2 separate regions of the Sus scrofa genome follow, and region 1 is linked to region 2. The links are chromatin contacts, called in public Hi-C maps. All regions are on one chromosome and are shown on one strand. The core of a region is the stretch at or near the end of the contact, and the rest is flanking DNA. Distances in the headings are between cores, read along the strand shown.

What was found. Hi-C and Micro-C count contacts between places; a contact is called where the count stands out from the background.
Region 1: a Hi-C map of embryonic fibroblasts shows a contact between it and region 2, with 6 times the contacts expected there. The contact joins the enhancer-like site here to the promoter of SLC7A5 in region 2. A contact is called at or near these places in 2 of 5 promoter capture datasets (fetal skeletal muscle and liver), 6 of 47 Hi-C or Micro-C datasets (embryonic fibroblasts, epiblast stem cells, fetal skeletal muscle and 3 more) and 1 of 2 datasets of contacts at active chromatin or transcription factors (alveolar macrophages).

Annotation. Positions count from the first base shown.
Region 1 is chr6:1,779,030-1,786,334 of Sscrofa11.1, reverse strand. All of the region lies in intron 2 of LOC106510444 (a long non-coding RNA gene), which reads left to right. Among named protein-coding and RNA genes, the nearest start is that of JPH3, 16 kb to the right of the region's middle. Within about 2 kb of position 4,079, at least 43 of the 83 cell types and tissues checked have an H3K27ac peak or open chromatin away from gene starts, as enhancers often do. A contact at or near this core is called in alveolar macrophages, embryonic fibroblasts, liver and 2 more, where this site is marked.
Region 2 is chr6:1,539,967-1,547,236 of Sscrofa11.1, reverse strand. SLC7A5 (a long non-coding RNA gene) reads right to left here and starts at 1,297. Exons shown (of 10, transcript XR_002344446.1): 1 at 652-1,297.

The sequences.
Region 1 (7,305 bases), core at 2,830-5,329, 240 kb before region 2:
TATCACCCCGCCGTAAAAAAAAAAAAAAAAAAAAAAAAAGAAATCTTGCCATTTACGACAACATAGTCCTGGAGGGCACTGAGCTCAGAGAAATGTCGAGAAAGACTGATACCGTATGATCTCACATGTGAAATCTCAAAAAGCGAGAAGGAAAGCCGAGCTCGCAGATACAGAGATGAGACTGCTCTTTGCCACAGGTGGGGGCGGGGGGGCGAGGGGAGGGCAAAGGGGGTGCCAAGGTCCAAACGTCTCGTTAAATGAACGTCTAGTAGGAGGAATGCACAGCGTGGCGACTGTGGCCAACACACACACACACACAATACACCACCGCACGGGCAAGGTCGCCAAGAGGTAGGTCTTGAAAGTCCTCGCCCGGTGAACACAGGTTCTGTCGCTCTGCCTGGAGGGGGGTTAACCGGACTTGGGGTGGTGGTCAATTCGCGATACCTACAAAGACAAGTCCTTCTGTGTAAACCCAGACTGATGTAACGTGACAGGTCAATTACCCCTCGATTTAAAAAGGGAAAAAGAGGGACGTGCTGACACCCGATCCATTTTGGAAAGACCCGGAAAATCCGTTGCTTGGTGAAAAGCCAGTCACAAGGGACCACAGGCTGTGTCACTGCTCTTACGTGAAACGTCCCGAGTGAGCAAACCCATAGAGACAGAGCGCAGGCGCACGGTCACCGGGGGTCGGGGAGGGGGCGGGGAGGGACTGGTAGCAGCTCTGGGGTCCTTTCCGGGGTGTTGGACACGCGGTGGAGCTAGAGAGAGAGGTGGCGGCTGCACCTGCTCTGTGAACGGGCTAAAGGCCGCCGGATTGTTCACTTGAAAATGGTTAATTTTATGAGTTTCCGTCGTGGCGCAGTGGTTACCACCTGCCTGGTATCCATGAGAATGCAGGTCTGATCCCTGGCATCGCTCAATGGGTTAAAGACCCGGAGTGACCGTGAGCTGTGGTGTAGGTCACAGACTCGGCTCGGATCCCATGTTGCTGTGGCTGTGGTGTAGGCCAGTAGCTACAGCTCCAAACGACCCCTAGCCTGGGAATCTCCATAGACTGCACCTGCAGCCATTAGAATAAAATAAAATAAAATAAAATAAAATAGTTAATTTTAGGTTATATGAATTTTACTTCAATAGAGAAAGAAAAAGGTGAATTTTCAAGGGGAGAAGGGGGTTTCAAAACTCCCCTGCGAGAGACAGCAGAGCTCCGTGTGGAACAAGGGAAGGCCAGCGAGGCCGGGCACAGTGCCCGGGGGCGGGGTGGGCACGGGGGGGCCCACCCCCAAGATCTCCCGTGGAAGCTATGCCCCCAGCCCAGGTCCCAGGCCCGTCAGCAGTGCTGCCCAGCTCCTGCGGCTGGTTGTGGTGTTCACAAGGCGTTCCCCGCTCAGCACCGGCCCCCTTGTCTGCCCGCGTTCGCTCGGCTGGGCTGTCCGGGAGATGCGCCAGGTTACAGGTGAGGACGGTGCGGGGAGAGGAGACGTGGTGCGGGGAGAGATTGGACACCCAGGTCCGTCTGACTCCAAAGCCTCTGACTCGGGGGAATTCCGGAACACTCCATGTGCAGAAGGCGCTGGAGTCTACCGGTCTGAGCCCTTTGTAGCATTGCAGTCGGGCGGTCAGGGTCGCGGCTGCGAGGGAGAAAGGGGGCGGAGGCAGTCACTGCCAGTGCTCAGCCCTGGGTGCTGTGTCGGGGGCTCCAGGCCACACGCCCTCCCTGAGGCCAGGATGCCATGGGGAAGAGATGTGTGGAGACTGGGGGTGAAGGCTGGAGGGGTGCCTAATGGTGTGGCTGGTGTCTCCTGCTTCATCACAAACACCCCGAACTCAGGACCTTAAAAGAGCACACGCCTGTCAGCCTGTGGTCTCTGCAGGGCGGGAGTCTGGGAGCTGCTGCCTGGGTGGTTCCCGCGCACGAGGTCCTGTGGCTGCAGTCGTGGTCACCCAGCGTGTCCCCTGGGGCTGAAGGATCCTCTCCCAAGCTAACTCTGCGGCCGCCGGGTCTTCGCTGGCTGCTCGCAGGAGCCCTCCTTTCCCTGTGCGTCTCTGCAGAGGGCAGCTGGCCTCCCAGAGTGAGTGAGCCAAGAGAGAGAAAGAGAGGTGCCCGCAGACTAAGGCAGAAGCCCCAGTCCTCCTGCACCCCAGTCTCAGAAGTGGGGGCACGCCACCCCAGCCTGTTCTCCTTGTTAGGGGGAGTGAGGGGGTGCCGCCCACAGGCAGGGCTGGGGGAGTCAAGTCCGCCTCTCGAGGGGCCAGGAGGGGCCAGGAGGCCGGGAATCTGCGGACACGCCTTTGAACCAGCACGAAGGGCGGCGGCGCCTGGGTGGCCCTGCCCGGCAGGGTGCGTGGTGTCACGGGGCTCTGGGCCTCGTGTGATTTCTGCTGAGGAAACAGAGGGCCACGTGGATTTGGAATCTGCGGACCGATGCCCGGCTCCCGCCTCTGCCCCTTCCCCTAAAAGCATCGCCTGTGAACGAAACCCGGACCAGCCCCTGTGCTCACCAGGCTGCGGGGTGGTTCACCAAGTTGGCTTCACTGGCAGTGTGGCGTAACCCGCTTCCTACTCTAAAATAAACAAGAGCTGCGGGCATCAACAGAGACACACCTGAAACGCTCCATGGGTGGGAGGAAAGGGCCCAGCGCTGGAGGGTTTGAACGGCCTGGTCCTCTTCACGGAGGTTCTGGGTGACACAGACGTCGGCCGCTGCTGGTCTCCCGGCCAGATGTCCCCTCCGGGCGGGCGGGAGGGAGAGCCTGGGCAGGGCGGCCACGCTGCCTTTGCTCTTCTAAGCACCCAGAGCACCTCCGAGGACGAGGAGCACGGGTTGAGTCTGGGTGGTGGTGCGTGGCTGTCGGGCGCAGGTGAACGTGTCTGAACTGGAAAGCCTGAGTGTGTTCGGACAGTGGAGCTGCTGTGAGGATGCTCTGGGGAGAGGGCTGTTGCCCTCGGTGCCCCCCAAGCTCTGACATGCGGGAGACGCGCAGCGGATGCTCAGGCGTGTGCACGCAGGCCTGCCACGTGTGTCACTGCGATAAGGAATTGGGGGTGGGCATGTCGGCGTGTGGTAGTCTGACTCCGTCGTGGGTGTTGAGCTGCTGGCAGCTGTAAAACCTCACCGCCCCACTGCGTGCAGGCAGGCTGACTGGGTGCTGCTGGAAGCTCCTTGAGAGCAGAGCCCCGCCCCCACCACAGCAGCACCCAGGCCATTTTGGAGCAGCTAGGAGGCCGCCCTGCTCTCCCAGCCTCAGGGGGTGAACATGAGACCCTCGCTTGGGCTGTGAGACACTCACTTGGGGTTGGGGGTACAGTCCCCCCGCATTTCTCCAGCCTGGCCACAGCACATGGACCCCTGATGCCGGAAACACCCTTGTCTCCCGGGATCAGACAGAGGTTGGCTTTCCTGCCCCCAGAGTCCTGGCTCCCCTCTCACCCCACAGCTGCTCCATCCCTGGGGTGCACCCTTGGGATCTTGTGAGAGAGAGAAGCAGGGCGGCCCCACTGCCATGAGGACTTTCTCCGGGTTGGCCATCAGTCCTCGCAGGTGTGTGGCTCCAGGAAGCGGCCCTAAAACACTGGAAAGAGAGGAGGCGGCACTGACCCTCCGAAGGTGCCCAGAGCCCTGACGGTGGGCTCCTCAGCTGTCGGGGACAGAGGGGCCCAGAGACCCACACCTGGCATCTCCAATTCCGTGAAACACAGCGTTGGGGCCAGCAGGGGTGACATGTGACCGTGTTCTGTGTGTCAGTGTCATGCATCCTGAAAATGGGTGGGTATGAAAAACTGCTTTGAATCTGTGCCCTGAGGTTACATTGCACTACGTGGACTTGCCTTCTTGGACGGCAACAACAGCCCCAAACTGGCAATTCCATGCGGTTCCCACAGAAAGCAAAACACTCCAAGTATTTTATCCCTCCCCCCCAGCTTTTACCGAGAGTAGAGTTTGTTTGTGTGTTTGATCCCCGAGCCCAAGAAGCACCCAGGCTTCACAGCTGGCTGGGCGAAGTGGGAACCCAGTGGGGCTGCATAGACGCTCCCGTCCAGACGGGGTCTCCCTCCGCCCGCTGTCTGCTCGCCCGCTCACAGCACCGTCACCGCTGCAGGGAAGGAGCCCACAGGCCAAGGCTCAGAAGGGCCCTCCAGGCACAGGGCTGGCCCCCCGCTGCCTGGCCTCGGTGCAGAGCTGCTCTCTCTCGGCCTCTCTGTGTGGCTTGAATTTGCTGGAATTGCGGCATAAACAGCCCGGCTGGACTGGGAGCTAATGGCAGAGATTCAGGCTCCGCGGGAAGGGGAGGAGCCTCGCAGGACCAGACACAGGCGAGGCGGCCTTCCAGCCTTCCGCCTGGGGCTGTGGCTGCCCGGCCCTGGAGGACCTGGCTTCCTCCAAGGGGGGCTGGCAGAGAACCCACACGCCCGGGGACCCCCACGCTGGGAGCTGGGGGTGGGGGTGGAGGAGGGGTCCTGGACTAAGAGCATCATCATCACCCACCTTAGAAATGCAGAGTCCCGGGCCCCGCCCAGTGCCGCCCAGGCAGCCTCAGAGCCAGGCGTCCCTGTGCGTGGAAAGTGGCACAGCCGCGGGTTTGCAAAATGCACTTGCCCTTTGACCGGCTGGTCTTTCCTTTGGAATTTATCCAGAGGAGGTGATGAGAGATGCACACGGGGCAACGTTTGACCTTGGAACACAGCCCTCACCATGGTGCCCTGGGCCAGGCGTGCGGGGCGTCCCATTCATTCCATGTCTTTGAATGTACCCCTGGGAGGGGGCTGGCTGATGAAGAGGGCGCAGAGATTCGCAGACTTTAAGGAGTCCGGGGTCACACCGCCATGGCGAGGTCGAGTTCGGGGTTGAGTTCAGGCCGCCCCACCAGCAGCCCCCCAGCCCACCTGAGTGTGTGGCCATCGTGGAGCTGCTTACACGTGAGGGGCGGGTGAGGGCGTCTCCAGCACCGGGGACTGGCCTGGTGGGATGCAGTGAGTCTCTGTCACTGGGCATCCTGCTCTCTGGTGTGGGGGCAGGGACTCCGCCCTGGTAGGACCCTCGTGTGCACTTGAACCTCAACCCCCAACCAGGCTGAAGCGCATGCTTCCCTGCCTCCTTCCTGCCCCTGAGCAAAGTCCCGGAGCCCCAGGGACTGCTCCCCCAGCCGAGGCCCGAGGTCCCGCTCTTGCTGCCATGGCTGCCCTTGGCGGGTGACGTCTGGTCTGCGAGACTCAGGCTGGCATCGCCTCGGGCAGCCTGGGGCAGCCCTTGTTCTAGAACATGGGGGTGGGGAATTGGGGGCAGAAGAGGACCCCTGCCTGGTGTCCCTGCAGCTCTGGTAGGTCCACAGTAGGTGGGTTCCCAGCGATTCTCCGAGGTGCTGGCAAGTGCCCACGTCCACACAGACGGGCACAATGACTTCTGAACCGTCTGGGGACAGGGTGACGGTGGCACAGAGAGCACTGCCCCACGTACCCCCGACACCTCTCAGTCTGTCTTCAGAGCTCCAGAGAGAAGGAAGCTTGCCCTTCTCCCCTCATTCCCCTGCACTGTCCCCGTCCCCTTTCTGCCCACATTGAGGGCTCTTCAATGCAGTGTGGACTCTGGAGCCAGACTGCTTTGGTTTGATTCCTGCCCCTGCCCCTTTGCAGCTGTGTGACCTTGGGCAAATAGCTTCACCTCTCTGTGCCTCAGCTTCCACCTCTGCACAATGGGTTCATAACGGTGTACTTTGTTCATGCAGCCGTTGTGAATGGTAAATGAGTTAATATATGGAAAGCAGTGAGAGCAGGAGCAGGATGTGTCGCAAAGCTCTAAAGGGAAATAAACCCCAGGCACATAAAACATTCACTCTTATTGACAGCTGTGGACAAACACTAGCAACCATTAAGTTGGGCTGTAGAAGACAGTTTAATGAAATGCAAAAATGTTCAGGACATGTGCTAAGTGGGGAGAAAAGTACAAAACAGCCTCTTGAGTCCAATCTTCATCTGTAGAATACGTCTGTGTTAGCTGCACCCGGGAGAAGCCTGGATGCAACCAAATCACCCCCCCGCCCCCGTCCTCAGGGCATCTGTCTCTGGGAGGCAAGGCTCCCACACTCTGAGGGCATCAGCAGGGGCAGGTCAAGGAAGCCAGTGTGTTGGCAGAGATCTTAGCAATGACACCAAAAGCATGAGCGACACAGAGAAAGCAGATGCAAAGGACATCACCAAAACGAAAACCTTTCGTGCTGCAAATGATGGAACCACGAGGAAAGTGAGAAGACAGCCCACAGAGTGGAAGAAAGGGTTTGCAGATCCGCTGTCTGATAAGGGATTTGTATCTAGAATACGCCAAGCCCTCCTACAACTCAGTAATAAGAGTACAAATTCGGAAAACGGCCAAGGGTTTGAATACATATGTCTCCAGAATCGGGCACACAAATGGCTAAGAAGCACATGAAAAGATTCTCAGCACCCCTAGTCACCAGGAAAATGGCACGGCTGCTCTGACCACCGCCTGGCAGCTCCTCCAGAGGTGAAATTGAGTCACCGTCAGACCTAGCAATTCCACTCCTAGGCTTATGCCCAAGAGAAATGAGAACATACTTGCACACAAACACTGAAGACAGATGTTCACAGCTGCCAAAAACGGAAGCAGCCCAAGGGTCCGTCAGATCAAATGGGGTCCACGCCGATAATGGAATATTACTTGGCCATTAAGAAGCCTGAGTACTGACGCTACAACCTGGATGAGCCTTGAGGACGTGACGGCGAGAAAAGAAGCCGGTCACCAAAGGGTCCTGTTGCATGGTCGCATTCATACAGGAATGTCCAGGACAGGCACACCCTCGCAGACAGGAAGGAGGTGACTGCTCGCCAGGGCCGGGGGAGGGGAGGCAAAGGAGTGACTGTTAGTGGGAACAGGGCTTTTTCTGGGGACAATGAAAAGGTAAAATTACATTGTAGCGACAGTTTCCAAGTTTATGATTATACCAAACCCTTAAATTCCATACTTTACTTTTTACTCTGCTTTTATTTTATATTGGAATATACCTGACTTACACTGTTGTTAGTTTCAGGAGTACAGCGAAGAGAACCAGTTACGCGCATACACATTTCCTAGCCATTCTTTCTTTTTTCTTTTTTGTCTTTTTAGGGCCATACTGGCGGCATATGGAGGTTCCCAGGCCAGGGGTCGAATCAGAGCTGTAGCTGCCGGCCTACACCCCAGCCACAGCAACGCAGGATCTGAACCACGTCTGCGACCTACACGGCTGCTCACAGCAACGCCGGATGCTTAACCCACTAAGCAAGGTGGGTTCAAACCCATATCC
Region 2 (7,270 bases), core at 48-2,547:
AACGTTAGGGCTACACCTGATGGCTGCTTTCGGCCCAACCTGGGACCCCAAACCTAGCCCCCCACCACCCACATGTAAGCTGCAGCCAAGCACCCCTCCTCCACCAGTCACTAGGCAACCTTCAGGAGACTCCACGGTGCTGCCTAAACGTGCAGCTCATTCACTGCCCACACAGAATTTTATTACTATTGGTTTTTGTATGAGTCAGCCTTTCTTGATAAGCTGGTTTGAATGCTTTTTTAAAAAAAACTACGACCGCTCTAGACAAACAGTAAGCATTTGGGAACTCAGACAGGAAATTCGCTTTTCAGACGCTCCACGTGGGTGCCTTGCAATCAGACAGGGTATTACTCCGCTCCAAGGCCTCTGACGGACTAAGCCGAGTTACGGCCAGAGGCGCGAGGCGGGGACCTACTGGCTCTCTCTGCGGAATTCCAGGCGAGGTGGAGACGAATGAATGAAACGCACGTGGGTTCTGGGCCCAGGGCCCTTAGGTCTAAAACTGCGGGGTCGGCCTGGAACAGGGGATGGGGGGGATGGCCGGAGGCGGCCTGGGGATGGTCCAGGAGTGCGGGGACAGCGGGGACGCGGGCGCGCGGCGATCTCGGCTCCCCCTCCCCGCGTCCCCAGGTTCCCCCCGCCGGTACTCACGCACGCATAGGCAGGCCACGAGCTTGGCGGCCTCCTCCGGCACCGGGCAGGTGGGGAAGAGCGGCTTGAGCAGGTAGGTGGCGAAGACGAGCGCCACGATGTACTGCGAGGAGGGCCGGATGATGAGCAGCTCGATCCAGAGCTTGAGAAAGGCGGGCAGCGAGCCGTACACTTCGAGCATGTAGGCGTAGTCGCCGCCAGACTTGGTGATGGTGGTGCCCAGCTCGGCGTAGCAGAGCGCGCCCACGATGGAGAAGACGCCGCAAACGGCCCACACCACCAGCGCCAGCCCGGGCGAGCCCGCCTCCTTGAGCACGCCGGTGGGCGTCACGAAGATGCCCGAGCCGATGATGGTGCCCACGATGATAGCCACGCCGTTGAGCAGGGTGATGTTGCGCTGCAGGGTCACGCCCTCACCCTCCGCCGGCCGCGCGGCCAGCATCCGCTCCCGCGCCTGGCGCTCCTCCTCTGTGGCCGCCGCGGGAGCCGCCGGCGGGCGCCGCTTCAGGCCGGGGCCCGCCATGCTGCCGCGCGAGCCAGGCAGGGCGAGGGCGGGGCCGGGGCTGGGGCTGGGGCCGGACACCGGGAGCGCGCCGCCCACTGGAGACAGCCGGTTCCCACGGCGCTGCCGCCAAGCCGCTGCGTCAGCCCGTGCTGCGCCGCCGCCCTTTATACGCCGCCGCCGGCCCCGCCCCGCCCGCCAGGCCCCGCCCCAAGCCCCGCCTGCGCGGCGCGCCCCGCCCCTCGCCTCCAGCCGCCCTGCCCGCGGTCGGTCGGCCGGCTCGGTGGTTCAGTCCCGCAGGTGGAGCGTGCAGACTCTGTCCGGCCGCGGCTGGCTCGCGATCTGGGCCCCAAGTGCTCCCCGGAGGCCTCGGCCGGTTCCCCGTGTGGAGCGCGCCGACCGCGTGCAGCCAAGCGTGGCGGGCCGTCCCGGTCCCGCGCGGTCCCGGGAGACCCAGGCCGGTGCCCCACACGTGGAGAGCCCCGGCCGCGTCCCCGAACCTGGCGGACGCGGATGGTCCTGGCCCCGCGGTGTACCGGAGGACCCCAGCCCGGCTCCTCGCAAGTGGAGCGTGCTGACCGCGTCCCACCGAGCCTGGCGGACGGGTACCCGCAGCGCTTCGTGCACGTGGAGGGCCAGGCACCTTGCCCTCCTCACCGGCTCCCTCAGTGGCCCAGAGCAAGCACCCAGGGACCTCGATGCTGCAGTGTGGGCCTGGGCGATAAGGCAGGGCCAACCTGAGGCCACAGCACAGGATGGGTGGGATTTGGGGAGGCTCTGGGGCTCAGAGAAGACCTGCCTGCCCCCTGGAGTGTGCCCAGGCCCGGTGTGGCTCTGGCTTCCTGTTCCTGAGGTGATAGGATCTGCTCATCCTAGGGGCTTGGGCGCTATGAAAATGATCAGAACTGAGCGGGAGCCCCTGGAGGAAGCTCCAGGTTGGGCCTGGGGTCCTGAACTCAGAGAAGGGGGAAGCGCTGGAGGCCTCATGGGAGCTCATTCCTGGGCTCCGAAATTCCCATGTTTATCCCAAGGGAAACCTCCTTGCCAAAGAGCAGCATCCAGGGCGCGGCTTGGAGAAACAGCGACAGAGGTGCTGGAAAACCAGGAATCTGCAGAAGCTTAGCTAAATTGATAAAGCAGGGATTCCCTGGAGGAGCACGGTGAGAACCCCTCCCCCACATCTAGCTGGAATATCCAAAGGTAGGCTGCAAGATGAAGGGGCTCTAGCCTTATTCTTTCTTTCTTTTTTTTTTTTTTTTTTTTTGGTCTTTTCTGTCTTTTTAGGGCCCCACCCACAGCATATGGAGGTTCCCAGGCTAGGCGTCTAATTGGAGCTATAGCTGCCATCCTATACCACAGGCACAGCAACGCCAGATCCGAGCCACGTCTGCGACCTACTCCACAACTCATGGCAACGCCAGATCCTTAACCCACTGAGCGAGGCTACAGATCAAACCTGCAACCCCATGGTTCCTAGTCGGATTCGTTTCCGCTGCGCCACGACGGGAACTCCTTGAGCCGTATTCTTAAAGAACTCCAGATTTCTGGATAGGAAGTGTGGCCAGGTACTAGTGGTCAGAATCAGAAGAGGACGTGCAGGAAACCCAATCATTTCCGGCTTAGAAGCAGGAAAGGATGAGAAATACTTGCTGATTGGCATTCCCGTCGTGGTTCAGTGGTTAACAAACCAGACTAGCATCCATAAGGATGCGGGTTAGATCCCTGGCCTCGCTCAGTGGGTTAAGGAGCTGGCGTTGCCATGAGCTGTGGTGTAGGTCGCAGACACGACTTGGATCCCGAGTTACTGTGGCTGTGATGTAGGCTGGCAACTACAGCTTTGATTGGACCCCTAGCCTGGGAACCTCCACAGGTGTGGCCCTAAAAAGACCAAAAAAAAAAGAAGAAGAAGAAAGAAAGAAATACTTGTGGATTAAGCTGACATGCACACAGGGAAAGAATTTAGAGTCCCATCTCAGGGGAGTTTAGCCAGGGTGAGCCATTAGTGTTGCTAGTTTGTTTTGGCTGTGCCCGTGGCATGAAGAAGTTCCTAGGCCAGGGATCGAACCCCCACCACAGCAGTAACCAGAGCCACAGCGGTGACAACGCTGGGTCCTTAACCCCCTGAGCCCCCGGGGGCTCCCAGGGCATGTCATTTGGACTTTCCACATCCCACCAGTCAAACCCGGCCCCCCCAACATGCCAGCCCTTCATCTGTGACGGTCCAGTCCAATGACCTGTCCATCACACAAATACTAACTTGCAAGATGTCTAAGTTGGTGGCTCCGGGGGGGAATCAAAAGTCATCTCTCTGCTCTTGTTCTCCCGCTATCTTTTCAGAGGATGCCGCTTGGCGGGAGGCCAGAAGACCAAGGGCTGAGCGGACTTCCTGAGCCTTTATCAGGCGCTGTGCTGAGCCCCGGGTGTGCACATTCTTATTTAATGGAGGAAGTGCCACTTTCTTTGTCGACGAGGATGTGGAGGCTTGGCAGAGCAAGGGACCTTGTTTGACCAGGAGGTGGGCTGCAGCCCCATCCTTCAGGGCCTGAACTCAGCTGGTGTACTTCCCGTCCTGCGGCACCCACCCCTTGCTGTTTCTTTACCTCTAGGCCGTTCAACAGCTAAGACTTGACCGTCTCAGCATGCACTTCAGTTTCACGTGGAAGGCGGTTAGTTGGCCATGCTCTCGGGGAGGGTCCCAAACTCCTCCACCTGGTGTTCCTGCCGCTGACACCTGCAGGTCGTCCCCTGTGCAGGCCCCTGCACTGGCTCCAGGCCCATGACAGCAAGTGCCTCCTCTAGACGCCAGAGATGCAGTCAAGAATTGCATATGAGAGCGTGAAATTAACAACCCTGATAGGCCAGAGAAGCAGGGCAAGGAAGCGGGCCAGTCCCATCCAGCTTCCCTGGAGTACCACTAACAAGGGCGGCGGAGGACGGAACGGGATGTGCCTCCTGTGGGGGCTCCTGGGAAGCCGTGCCAGACGGAATATCGGGAGGGTGAGGACACCCCAGGGGCATTTCTACCGTCCCACGGCAGTTACGCCATCACTGTCAGTTTCTACTTAGTTTTCATGAGACCACCCTAGATTTCCAATGGCAAACTTGCCTTGGGAGACGTATATATAATAAAACATATGTTTGTCTCAGACCTGCCTAGTGCAAGTGGAAGAAAACCCTTACCCAGAACTCAACTCTAAAAAAACCAAAAAAACAAAAAAGCACAAACTTAGCAAAGAGCGCCATCTACTGGTGAGATGACAAAAAGGAGCTCTGAGTCCAAGGGCGACTCAACCAGCTCACTCAGCTCCTTCCAGGGACAGCCAGAGACGACCAGCACTGTGTTGTCTGCTCCCACCAGAGTTGGTGGAGAAGCTGGGAATTTCTACAGGGGAAGCTTTGGAGTTTCTGCGAAAGGCTTAAAGCCATGTGGTGCATCTGACCAGTGTTCCATTTCTAGAAATTGCTCTAAGGCAGTAAAGGACGTGCTCGGTTTGGGCTACATGGTTGTTTGCTGTAGTCTTAAAAAACGCCGAAGGTAATATTGGAAATAACCCAAATGTCCTACCAGCTGCCTTGTAAACTTTGCTGTATCCGCTTGGCGGAATACACTGTAACCATTAAAAACCGGGGCAAACAAGAATCTTTTCCAGCTCGCCATGTCCCGCAGTGGATGGAGGGCTGAAGAATCACCTTCTGAAACCCCATGGCTGGACCCTCGGGTGTTCCCGCTGAGCAGGGACCCCACTCTACATTTTGAGGTCTGGGAGGACCACCGTTTTTGGAGGAACGGGTAGTTCCTGTTTCTCAGGTGCAGGATGCGATCTGGCCCCAAGGCCACCTGCCTCTTCGTGGGGGAGGGTTTCCGGGGCCTCTCAGAACAGGGAGTGTTAGCCCTGGAGAAGCAGAGCTGCCTTGGAGCAAACAGGCAGGGCTTCAGTGGCAGAGCTGCCTCTCTGTAGGGGCTGTCAACTGTGACCCCCTTCGGGTATGCCTCTTTCTCCTGTTTGGGGTTCAGAGGCTCTGGATCCCATCCTGGGAGCGAGAAGCCCGTTGCAGGAAGAGAGGCTGGACGTGCGGCCAACGTAGGGCATGCTCTAGAAGCTTTTCCTGCCAGCTCTCTGAATCTCTCCTGTCATCTCCAAACCCTCAGTGATTTTCAGATTCCTGATGGCAAAATGTGGGCTGCTGAAAACAGGGCAGGGGCGGGGACACGGGTGAAGCTTAAAGGCAGAAGCTCTCAGCTGTAAGACGAATGAGCTCCGGGTCTAAGGCAAAGCATGGTGACCAGTGTTAGCAAAAGCCTTGATTGTGTCTTCGCAAGTTGCCAAGAGAGTAGATCTTACAGGTTCACATCCTGAGAAGAAAAATCGTAGCTATGGGAGTGATGGATATTAACTAAACGTACTGGGTGATCATTTTGCAATATAAACAAATATCAAATCATTGTGCTATGCATCTGAAACTAATACAAGGTTATACACCAATTAAACTGGGGGGAAAGGAAGGGAGGGTATGGCATGGCAGCAACAGAAATCATGGGCTTGACAGCCAGACGCCCCAAGTTCCCGCCTGGGCCCCACTGCACACCTCCTGAAGGAGCGTGGGCAAACCCTACCCCTTGCTGGGCCTCAGTTTCACTTTCTATAAAATGGGAATCATAGGACCTACTGCCAATGAACTAACCCAGGTAAAGCGTCTGTCCCCAAAGAACAACTTGATAAGCAGCAGTCGCTCGTAGAGGTAGTGGCAAATGGGCGGAAAATGGTGACCTTTATGCCAAGATGGGAACAGCCTCCATCTCCAGCTGGGGCCGGGGTTGGGGTGTGAGCTAGGAATTTTTTCTCCATATTTCCCTGTTGTTTCTAAACTATCTGCAGTGAGGCTATACTATTTTTAGATGGTTCATCTTAAAAAGTCCCGTTTTTACGGGTCCCCCAAATTGAAAAAAATGTAGCTGTGAACACAAGCGCTGCCTGGTAGTCCTGCCTCCCTTTCCAAACGCAACGGCAGCTTTCTCTCCTCCGATCTTCTCTGGGGAAACAGGAGCATCTATAAAGACGTCCTCCTGCTTGTCTGACTGTTGCTGGAGAGGGACAAAGTCTGGCATTTTGGGCCCCCCGCCCGAGGAGAGTGTGGAATGGGCTTAAAAATCTCATGGGCAGAAGTGGATTCCACGTCCTTTGTAAACACCGCAAGCGCAGGTCACCAGCAGGTGTGCTTCTTTTCACCTGTTGTTTCTGCAGACAAATAGAGCTTACATCCATTTAGTGTGGTTTCCTGCTGTGTAGACAGACCTTTGCTCCGACATGTGGTGCATAGACAGGGTTCAGGATGCCTGCCTCCCATCGAGGGCTGCACTCGTGGGCACCCTGGCCTGGACAGCTGGCCCAGAACCGCACTTACTCACATGTGCACAGAGCGGCTGGTGGCCCAGGCTCCCAAGGGGAGCGCTGGGGGGGGGGTCAACCTGTCCCCAGCTTCCACACCTGTGACAAGGGGCAAGTAACAGCACTTCCGTCTAGGTGTGTGAGGCTGAAAGGACACGGGTGTGTGCAGCCTCTCCGACAGGGCCTCTCCGACCAGGTCTGTCTAGTTGGAAGTGACCACGATGGCAGCCAGGAGGCAGGAAGCTGGGAGGGAGCAAATGAGACGGCTCCTTGTGCAGGGAGTCACATGTCCTTGGCTCCAAGGATGGGGGTTTTCCAGTGGGGGAAATGAAATTGTCAGGAACCACCAGGAACAGCTGAAACAAAGCCCACGTGTGGCCGGCAGAATTCACATGCTCACCAGTCTGGTCCTGGAAGCCAGGTGGTGTGGTGGCCTGAGTAAGCATTGCGCCTACAACAGACGGGTCACCAGCGGCCACTCACCAAACTCCCCGCCTGCCCTCTCCCTCCAGCCGCTGCCCGGACCCCGAGCAGGGTCTCTCTATGGTCGATGTGGGAATTAAATGGCATAAAAGAGCTCGTCGTCCTGGCCTGGCCTCAACAGCCCCGACGTGGTGGTGCTGTACCCACACCGGCTTGGGAAACAGAACGTACCTTGGGCGCTTGCTGAGGGCAGCCCCACCTCTTCAAGCCTGCAGACAGGGACAGAACAGCGAGGCACCACGAAAGC